Linked DNA regions of Hordeum vulgare: region 1 is linked to region 2. A link is a contact called in public Hi-C data. All regions are on one chromosome and are shown on one strand. The core of a region is the stretch at or near the end of the contact, and the rest is flanking DNA. Distances in the headings are between cores, read along the strand shown.

The links. A called contact is a pair of places that touch in the nucleus more often than the background predicts.
Region 1: a Hi-C map of seedling shows a contact between it and region 2, with 2.2 times the contacts expected there. The contact joins the promoter of LOC123404307 here to the promoter of LOC123405092 in region 2. A contact is called at or near these places in 2 of 6 Hi-C or Micro-C datasets (leaf and seedling).

What each region holds. Positions count from the first base shown.
Region 1 is chr6H:406,973,364-406,977,713 of MorexV3_pseudomolecules_assembly, forward strand. LOC123404307 (phospholipase A1-Ibeta2, chloroplastic-like) reads left to right here and starts at 1,507. Exons shown (of 1, transcript XM_045098234.1): 1 at 1,507-3,561. The coding sequence starts at 1,734. The coding sequence ends at 3,344.
Region 2 is chr6H:406,152,459-406,156,543 of MorexV3_pseudomolecules_assembly, forward strand. It overlaps LOC123405092 (putrescine hydroxycinnamoyltransferase 3-like), which reads right to left and starts at 2,080. Exons shown (of 2, transcript XM_045098930.1): 1 at 1,412-2,080. The coding sequence starts at 1,858.

The DNA of each region.
Region 1 (4,350 bases), core at 257-2,756, 820 kb after region 2:
GGTCGGGTCTTCTTCGACGTGAGTTACGGTGCATCAGCCGCAATGTCGAGGGTACACGTGATATGTTCGTGTGTCAACAATACGAGACGTAAGGTGCTAGATATATCTTCTCTCTTTTATAGTTCTGACACACTCACAATCTGATATAGGAACCGAGTTACAAATGAATTGAAGATATTACAGAGAAGAGGAGAGATAAGAGAAGAGAAAATGAAGGGGAAGAAGATAGCCACCGTCGTCGGTTCGTTGATCCATTGGATACCCTCTTCGTCGTCTTTTTTTTCTTGAGTAATCCATCCTCGTCGTCTTCCTTTAATTACTTGTAGTCGTGTTGGTTGCTGGACGAACAAGACCCATGTGTGGCCCATGTAGGAGGGGCTCCTAACATACACGGTAGGTTTGACTAAGAAATTAGCAAAACCATTATAAGGGCATCTCCAATAGTTTGTATGTAATCTTGTTGGTAAAATTGTTCATGTCATCAACCAACAAGGGATCATACAACTACGTCAATGGTTTCATCTAAATTATCCAATAAGAGAAGAGGGAATAAATGCAATTGCTCTTTATGTAACCATGTAACTTGTGCAAGAGCTGTTGGTTAATCTACATACAATTTACTTCTTTTTTTTATTTATGTATTATCACATCATCGTATATTCTAGGTGTCAAAGTTTACCAACAACTATTTTACAGCCATTGATTGAAGATGCCCTAATCCCGTACTAGAGCGTTGTTGCGGACTCGTTAATGTCCTTACTCAAGAAAAAAATGGACTGTCAACGAAGCCTCTCGTGCTATGGTGTGGAACCCTGCTCGTTTCTCATGAAAGACTCCCGCCATCAACACTCGCCGGAGTAGAGAGGAGATCGGATCACCATACGGAGAAAACAATAGCGATATACACGGTAGGTTTGACTAACTCATTAACAAAACCATTATAATCCCGTACCAGAGCTTTGTTGCGGACTAGTTAATAGCACCCGCGGTCAACAGTGCACGCATCCAAACCGGGAGGAGGAGGTCATGACGACCGGTGTCAGTGTGAAGCCGAAGCCGCTGGACCAAGACCGGAAACCACATGCGAGGGAAGGGAAGGGAAGGGCTCGACAAATACTAAAAGAACCGGGCAACTGGGGAGGACGTCGACATGGTGTGCTTCCTTCGTCTTGGTCAATCCACGAAAATCCAACCCCGGGCACCGCGTGGTTAACTACGCACGCTTAACCGCCATTAGACTACTCTTCCGTACACGTACAATCGACACCGCATCTCGGGGAGGCTGGCAAGCTGGCCACGCATGCAGATGCAGAGAGGCGTACTACGGAGTAGAATTAGATAGACTATTCCCCACGCACACGCCGGCACTCGGCTCGGCACGCGGTGGGCTCTAGCCGAGTCTCTGTGCGCGGGCCAGCGCACCGCACCCGCACCGGCGACCTTGTCGCACGCTGGGGTGGCCATGGTATCGCGACGTCAAAGCGCATGGCAACTTGTGACCAACCACTTTGCTGCGCTCCCCGCTCAACAATTAATAATTGACCTGCGGGGCTCTTGAGTCTGGACCCTTCCCCCTCCCCGCTATATAGCTCGAGCCAGACATGGTGTGTCTCTCATCTCGCTTATTTACTACTAGTCGTAGCTCGGAATCGGAGGCTTGCGATCGGGAGTAGTAGGGGTAGTTGATCCTGCTACATCATACATAACCTAACCTGCTGTTTACGGAGCAGCCGATGTCAATTGCCGCGGCCGTCACCGGAACCGCCACCGCGGCGGTGCATGCGCCCGTGCACCACCCGCCACACCACGCCTCCACGCAGCGCGCGGCGGGGCGGCGCGAGCAGTCGCCGCTCAACCCGGGCTCGCAGGCGCTGCGCGCCGCCGGGTCCGGGGCCTCGCCCGCCGCGGACGGAGGCGTGAGGACCCACATCGCCAACCTTGACCGCGTGCTCGGGAAGCCGCCGAGGACGCCGAGCCAGGCGGGGCCGCCCAGCAGCAAGCAGGAGCAGGAGAGCGAGCAGGAACCGCTCAACATCAGGCACGGCCTGCTCAACGCGCTCAACCTATCCTTCTTCGTGCCCATGCCCGGGATGCGGGCGCGCATGGCCGCGGACGAGCACATGTCGCCGCGCAGCCTCATGCACATGCAGCAGCTCCTCTCGGCCGACTCCCCGCGCGCCTCCCCGAGGAGCACCATCGGCCCCCGGTGGCGCAGCCTCCACGGGGAGGGCGGCTGGGCCGGACTCCTCGACCCGCTCGACTCCGACCTCCGCCGCGAGCTCCTCCGCTACGGCGACTTCGTGCAGGCGGCGTACCAGGCCTTCCACTCGCTGCCCACCGCCGCGGCGAGGCACCGTGGCCTCATGCTCCCGGACCGCTCCTACCGCCCCACGCGCAGCCTCTTCGCCACCTCCGCGCTCTCCATGCCGCCGTGGGCCAAGCGCCCCAACACCCCCGAGTGGCTCACGCAGCAGTCCAACTGGATCGGCTACGTCGCCGTGTGCGAGTCCGAGCGGGAGGTCGCCCGCATGGGCCGCCGGGACATCGCCATCGTGCTGCGCGGGACGGCCACCTGCCTCGAGTGGGCCGAGAACCTGCGCGCCTCGCTCGTGCCCCTCGACGGCGAGACCGGCGAGGGCAAGCAGGCCGGACCGGAGGACCCCAAGGTGGCGCGCGGATTCCGGAGCCTCTACAAGACGGCCGGGGAAAAGGTGAATAGCCTCTCGCAGGACGTCATGGACGAGGTGAGACGCCTCATGGAGAAGTACAAGGGCGAGGAGCTGAGCATCACGATCGTCGGGCACAGCCTCGGCGGCGCGCTGGCGCTCCTGGTGGCCGACGAGATCGCCACCACCGTACCCGACGCCCCGCCGGTCGCCGTGGTCTCCTTCGGCGGCCCCAAGGTGGGCAACGCCGCGTTCGTGGAAAAGCTGAAGCAGAGCGGCAAGGTCAACGTCCTCCGCATCGTCAACGCCGGCGACATGGTGACCAAGGTGCCCGGGGTGGCGCCGCGGCTGCCGCTGAGCAAGGAGCAGTATCAGCACGTGGGCGCGGAGCTGCGCATCGACAGCAAGAACTCGCCGTGCCTGCGCCCCGACGTGGGCCCGGCGAGCCGGCACGACCTGGAGGCGTACCTGCACCTCATCGACGGGTTCACGGCGACGGGGCACCCGTTCCGGTACGACGCGCGGCGCAGCGTGATACGGCTGCTGCAGCTGCAGAAGGGGAACGTGAAGAAGGAGTACGTGAACCGCGCCCGGGAGCTCGGCGTCGACCCCGCCGCGCCGGCGGACGTCGGCCGGAGCATGGCGTATGGCAACTGCGCCGTCGCCAGCCCCTCATGACCAAGTCGTGCAGTAAATTAGTTTTGCATTGTACTAGTAGAAACCAACCAACAAACAATTCTTTCGTTAGTCGGCAGGTGAAAGCGTCGGTTCCAGGAAAATATCTCATTTCCATCTTTTCGTTTTCGTCTTCGTTTTCGTTTCGATGCATGTACAGGAAAATCATGTATGTATGCATGACATAATTGATCAGGCGAAAGCTTGAGTGTTTTGACCACAATGTTTTGTTCGCCACTTGCACTACTCGTTCCATTTTCCCTTGGACAGAGACCGGTTTCCTCCGTGCATCTAAAACAGAGACCGATTCCATTCCCTCCAACAAAGGGTAGAATTTTTCAACCCATGTAACATTAACGTCGACTTTTTACTATCAACATCACTCATCAGCTTAATCACAATTCTGAATATCTTATGAATGGTTCTGATCCCTGTAAGATTATTATATACTACTGGTTCTAATGGTTAATAATTCATTTGTTACTGATTGCAACACTCGTAGTGGAAGTCACCAAAGCTAGAGCGGCCTTTTTCTTTTCTTCGGTGGACAACCCCAAACCTCCATTTTTAGCTTTTATTATTACCACCAGTCTAGAGTAGTTTTTCCGTACTTTTCACGTGTTAAAAAAATATATCTTTAGTGGTACAGAAATCAACCATCTTCGCAAAAAATACGTATGAAGTGTACTATCACGCAGTGACATTTTTCAGTAAATTAATACGTGCACCGGAGCATGAATGACAAAATAAGTGGCTGCTATGGTTAAACTAGAAAATGCTGACGAAGATATGATAGCACGAAATTTTGCACGTTCTGCGAACGATACACTATCCACGCATCATCTAAGAGGATGCTTCATACGTTTTTAGTCCCATGACTAAAAATAATGAAACTAAAACTTGCTAACCTCACCTATGCTTGGATCCAAATACTAAATAAATTAAAATCAAGTTGATGAGCATTTATTATCCTCCAAACCCTCTAATCCAGAACTTGCCTGAGAAGTTA
Region 2 (4,085 bases), core at 830-3,329:
TTATTATTATGACTTGTGGGAGTACAACTGTAGAGTGGGGAATACAGGCCCACTGTGTCGGTCGTGGACAGGTCCGCTCAAGTGTGCACTGCAGTGAATGGGTTGCATTGCATTAAACACGTCAGGCTGTTATTAGGTTTCGCCATTGAATGGACACTCACATGATGCATGGCGCCCACCGTAGCGGTTTATTTAACTTGGTCGGCGACGTTTATCGGCCATATAAATGCGTCGTTACTTGGTCTAAGATTCGGCCATGACCCATGAGTGAGTAAGCTGGTTTTAGCTAGGGAAAGAAGGAGATCAGGGAGCAGACGTCATGAGCAACAAACAGCAAGCCGGTCAGTACTTGTCAACTACTATGTGCAAGACTAATTTATTTCCTTGCCATAAAAGAACCAAGCGTGCAACTGCATCAAACTGACAAAACGTTTCCAGCAAGGAGGATCGAGGTACAACAGAACGGTGATGATGGTCACTAGAGATGAACATTTTTGGTAGTTAATTAGGTTAGCCGGAGTACACACATACGTAGTATGTATATATGGGTATGTATGGATTTGACTGGTTAGCCCCACACGGCCACACCAACAGCCAGTGAGACACCGCTATAAATGCCAAACATGAGCCTTTTTTAGAGGAGAGTGGTGGGTATCATAGCTAATAACATAGTTTTAGGACTAGCAAACATGGTGATGTGGTAAGTAATTAAAAAAAAGGATTATAGTAACATAGGTAGATACCGTACCATATTAAATGTTATGCTACTATGTATCATGCATGTCAATAAATGCTATGATACTATGCACTATGAAGGTAGTATCATACAATAGTAACATATGCATGATATTAATATATGTTACTCCTCATTATGAGCAGCCTCAGATTAAAGGTGGGTAAAATAAAATGGGTGTCATTTCTGTCTGGCAGGGGGAGCTCACGGACTATACCAGTGTCACGTCGCTATACTGGGCAAGGAGGGAAGGATTCTCGACTGTGTTGGTGAGTTCTTGGTTGGTCTAGGTTAAAGAAACACGGGCACTCTTACGTATACGCCGGTAAACGAGTTACCGGACTGTCACTGTGAGTGACTTGTATCTCTTTTCTTTATGTTTGTCATGTGTATGTTAGCATTCAACCCGTAAAACCCCTGGTCCTGGATTATACCCAACTTGTTTCTGTGGCCTAACTTTTATTTTTGATAATACCTTTCATCATAAATATTTTTGTAATTCTCAGTACTAAAAGTTTTTTTATCAATCCATATGACCTGTGCAAATTTAGCAAGATGTTTGTGTCTATTTTTGTAAATCATACGGTATACGAGAACAATAATGGTTAGACGTTGATCTAACAGTTCGAAAAATAGCCATTTGTTGAGAAAAAATCAGAAGCTGGTGCGTGCATATACCTGCATGAAGAGGAGCGAGCACATATCAGGATCCTCGGCGCTCACGTCCACCCACGGCGCCAGCGCTGCCTCCTTACGCGGCCGCTCCTTGTCCGCCAGGAAATCCTCCATGGTCACCTCCACAGTTGCCTGCTGGAACCTCACCCCGGCGTCGTTCAGCTTCACCTCCCACGACCCGTCGGCGTGCCGCCGGAGCCTGCCCGCCATCTCCGGGAAGAAGCACAGCACCTCGCCCAGCGACTCCTTTACCCATATGCCTTCCTCCAGCGGCGCGTCGTCGCCGCGGTAGTAGAAAACCGCGCGGAGGCGCCGCTGCAGCGCGGTCGCCGGGAGCGGCGGCGCGGCCACGGCTATGACGCGCGTCCTGTCGGGCTCGACGAGGCGGGTCGGCAAGCCCGTCTGCACGGACTCGATGTGCACCTGTGGTGACGCCGGAGTGGCTGCCATTCTTGGAGCTCGGTCGGCTGCGTGCGCCTCGATGGTAGTGGGTTCACGGCTCGTCGACGGTACACTTGCTGTACTACTTGGTGGATGTCTGGCACAGAGGAGGTCCCGTATTTATATGGGCTTTGCCTTCCGATGGTGCAAGTACAACTGAATTTTTCCAATTAAATGCTACGGGTGAGGATGGCAATGCGTATCAGCATGCTAGGGCAAGCACATCCACGGTGTGTTTGGATTTGGGCAGTACTAGGCGCGCCTAAATTTGGGCCGGTCGGCAGCAGCCATATGGACTGTAGCCGTCCGATCCACTACGCCTTCTTCCTCTTCCTATGTTTGAACGAAGTACGTCCTCCTTCTAAATCTTGTCGATCTCGTATGGCGCTCGTGCTTTATATATGAACATCGCCTTTGTTGATCGCGGTCTTCATCGACCGTCCTCGTCGCCGGTCGACAGTCGCGGCCCTCACCGGCCGGCCTCGTCATCGATCACGATCCTCGTCGGCTGTCCTCGTCGCTCGCTCACCCATGCAACAGGTGCACCCCGCGGTTGCAGCTCCGCGAGGCAACACTTGTAGCTCATAGCTCCGACGGTGGCGGTCATCGCTCCGGTGAATATGGTCGTAGCTCGGGCGGAGATGGCCTCATGGTAGCGACTTCGATGGCTTCATGTGACAGTCTCATGGTAGTGTTGGTTTCAACAAAAAAGAATGCGGGATGTAACAAAATAATACAATGGTTGTAGTAATTTTTCATCGTGGGTCACAACTCAGTTATGATGATGTAGCAAAATTTAATGTCGGTTGCAGCAAAAAAATATGATGTCTGCTACGGATAAGGGCGGATGATTTTTCGAGGAAATCATCCGCCTAGCCAGCCGTTCGACCTGGCGTTGGTGAACATCCGATATGGAGCTGCACCAGAAGCTGCATGTGTTGTCCATGGCAACATTAAGCCTCCACGAAGCTCCTTAGCAACACCAGCAGCGAGACGAAGCCTACAACCGAGCACCGCCGAGACCAGTGAAGCTCCATTGCAGCACCGATGGAGCTTCATTGCAGCCTAACGACCCGGCGATGCGTCGACAAAGCTTCATTGCAACGACGGCAGCTCCATTGCAACACCGGGAGTTGCCGGCAACCACTCCATTGCAGCGTTGTGAGCTCCGTCGCAGCGCCACCGGCCTCTGCCGATTGCTAGCTCCATTTGCAGCGCAGGGAGTCACCGGGAGCGCTCCATTGCAACGCTGGGAGTTGCTAGTGGCTACTCCATTGCCACGCTGGGAGCTCCATTGCAGTGCAGGGAGTCGCTAGGAGCCATCGGGCGCTCCATTGCAGCGCTGGGAGTCTGCAACGAGCACTCTATTGCAACGCCATGAGCCGCAGTCGCAGCTCGACAAGCCGCCGCCGAGCGCTGCATCCTCTAGTGACAATTGTTGCCCCATGCATTCATTGCGGGGAGCGGTGACCGTCCCTTTGTTTTCGAGCAGCGGACAGGAGTAGAGGAAGTGGGGGCAAAGGATAGAGAAAAAATCGGAGGAGGAAGACGAAGGATATAGACGAGGAGAAAAATGCGAGTGGCTGTGCGGTTCGCTGCGTAGATAAGGAAGAGGGATAGCGGTGCATGGGCCCAAGCCATGGGACGCGTGTCAATCGCACGAGCCGGCTTACGCATCGCGTAGATCAGTCGGATGAAAAAGAATGTTTCCCAGAAAATATGCTAGTTGTAGCAAAACCGCAACGTGGGTTGTGTGATGTAGCAAAATGTGATGTCACTTGTAGAAAAATTTGATACAGATTCTAGCAAAATGCAATGCCGGTTAAAGCATGTAGCAAAATCCGTGGCAACAACTTTTTTTAGAAGCAGCGCTGATGTGTCCTTGCCGCACTTTCCGGCCATAGCGTCGCTCGCTCTCGTCAACCCAATTGCCCCCGACAGCAGCGCTCGTCGCCCCAACAGTCACGTATGTCTTCCTCGACCACCCGCGTTGGTCGGCCATCCACGGAAAGGAAGTGGACCGCGTCAAAGAAGTTAATGCAGGGTCCCACCCGCCAGCGGCTAGCGCGACCAAGCGACCGGCCTTCGGCCGGCGTGTAGACACGAAGGGTTTACCTTTGGATTTAGCCAAGTTCACCTCGTTGAAGCTTATTTTAGACATGCAAATTCAACTTTTTTTCGGTGACAATTTATATCTGCACAAATTTAGTTTGCAAGTATGATAATTTTTTTGCAA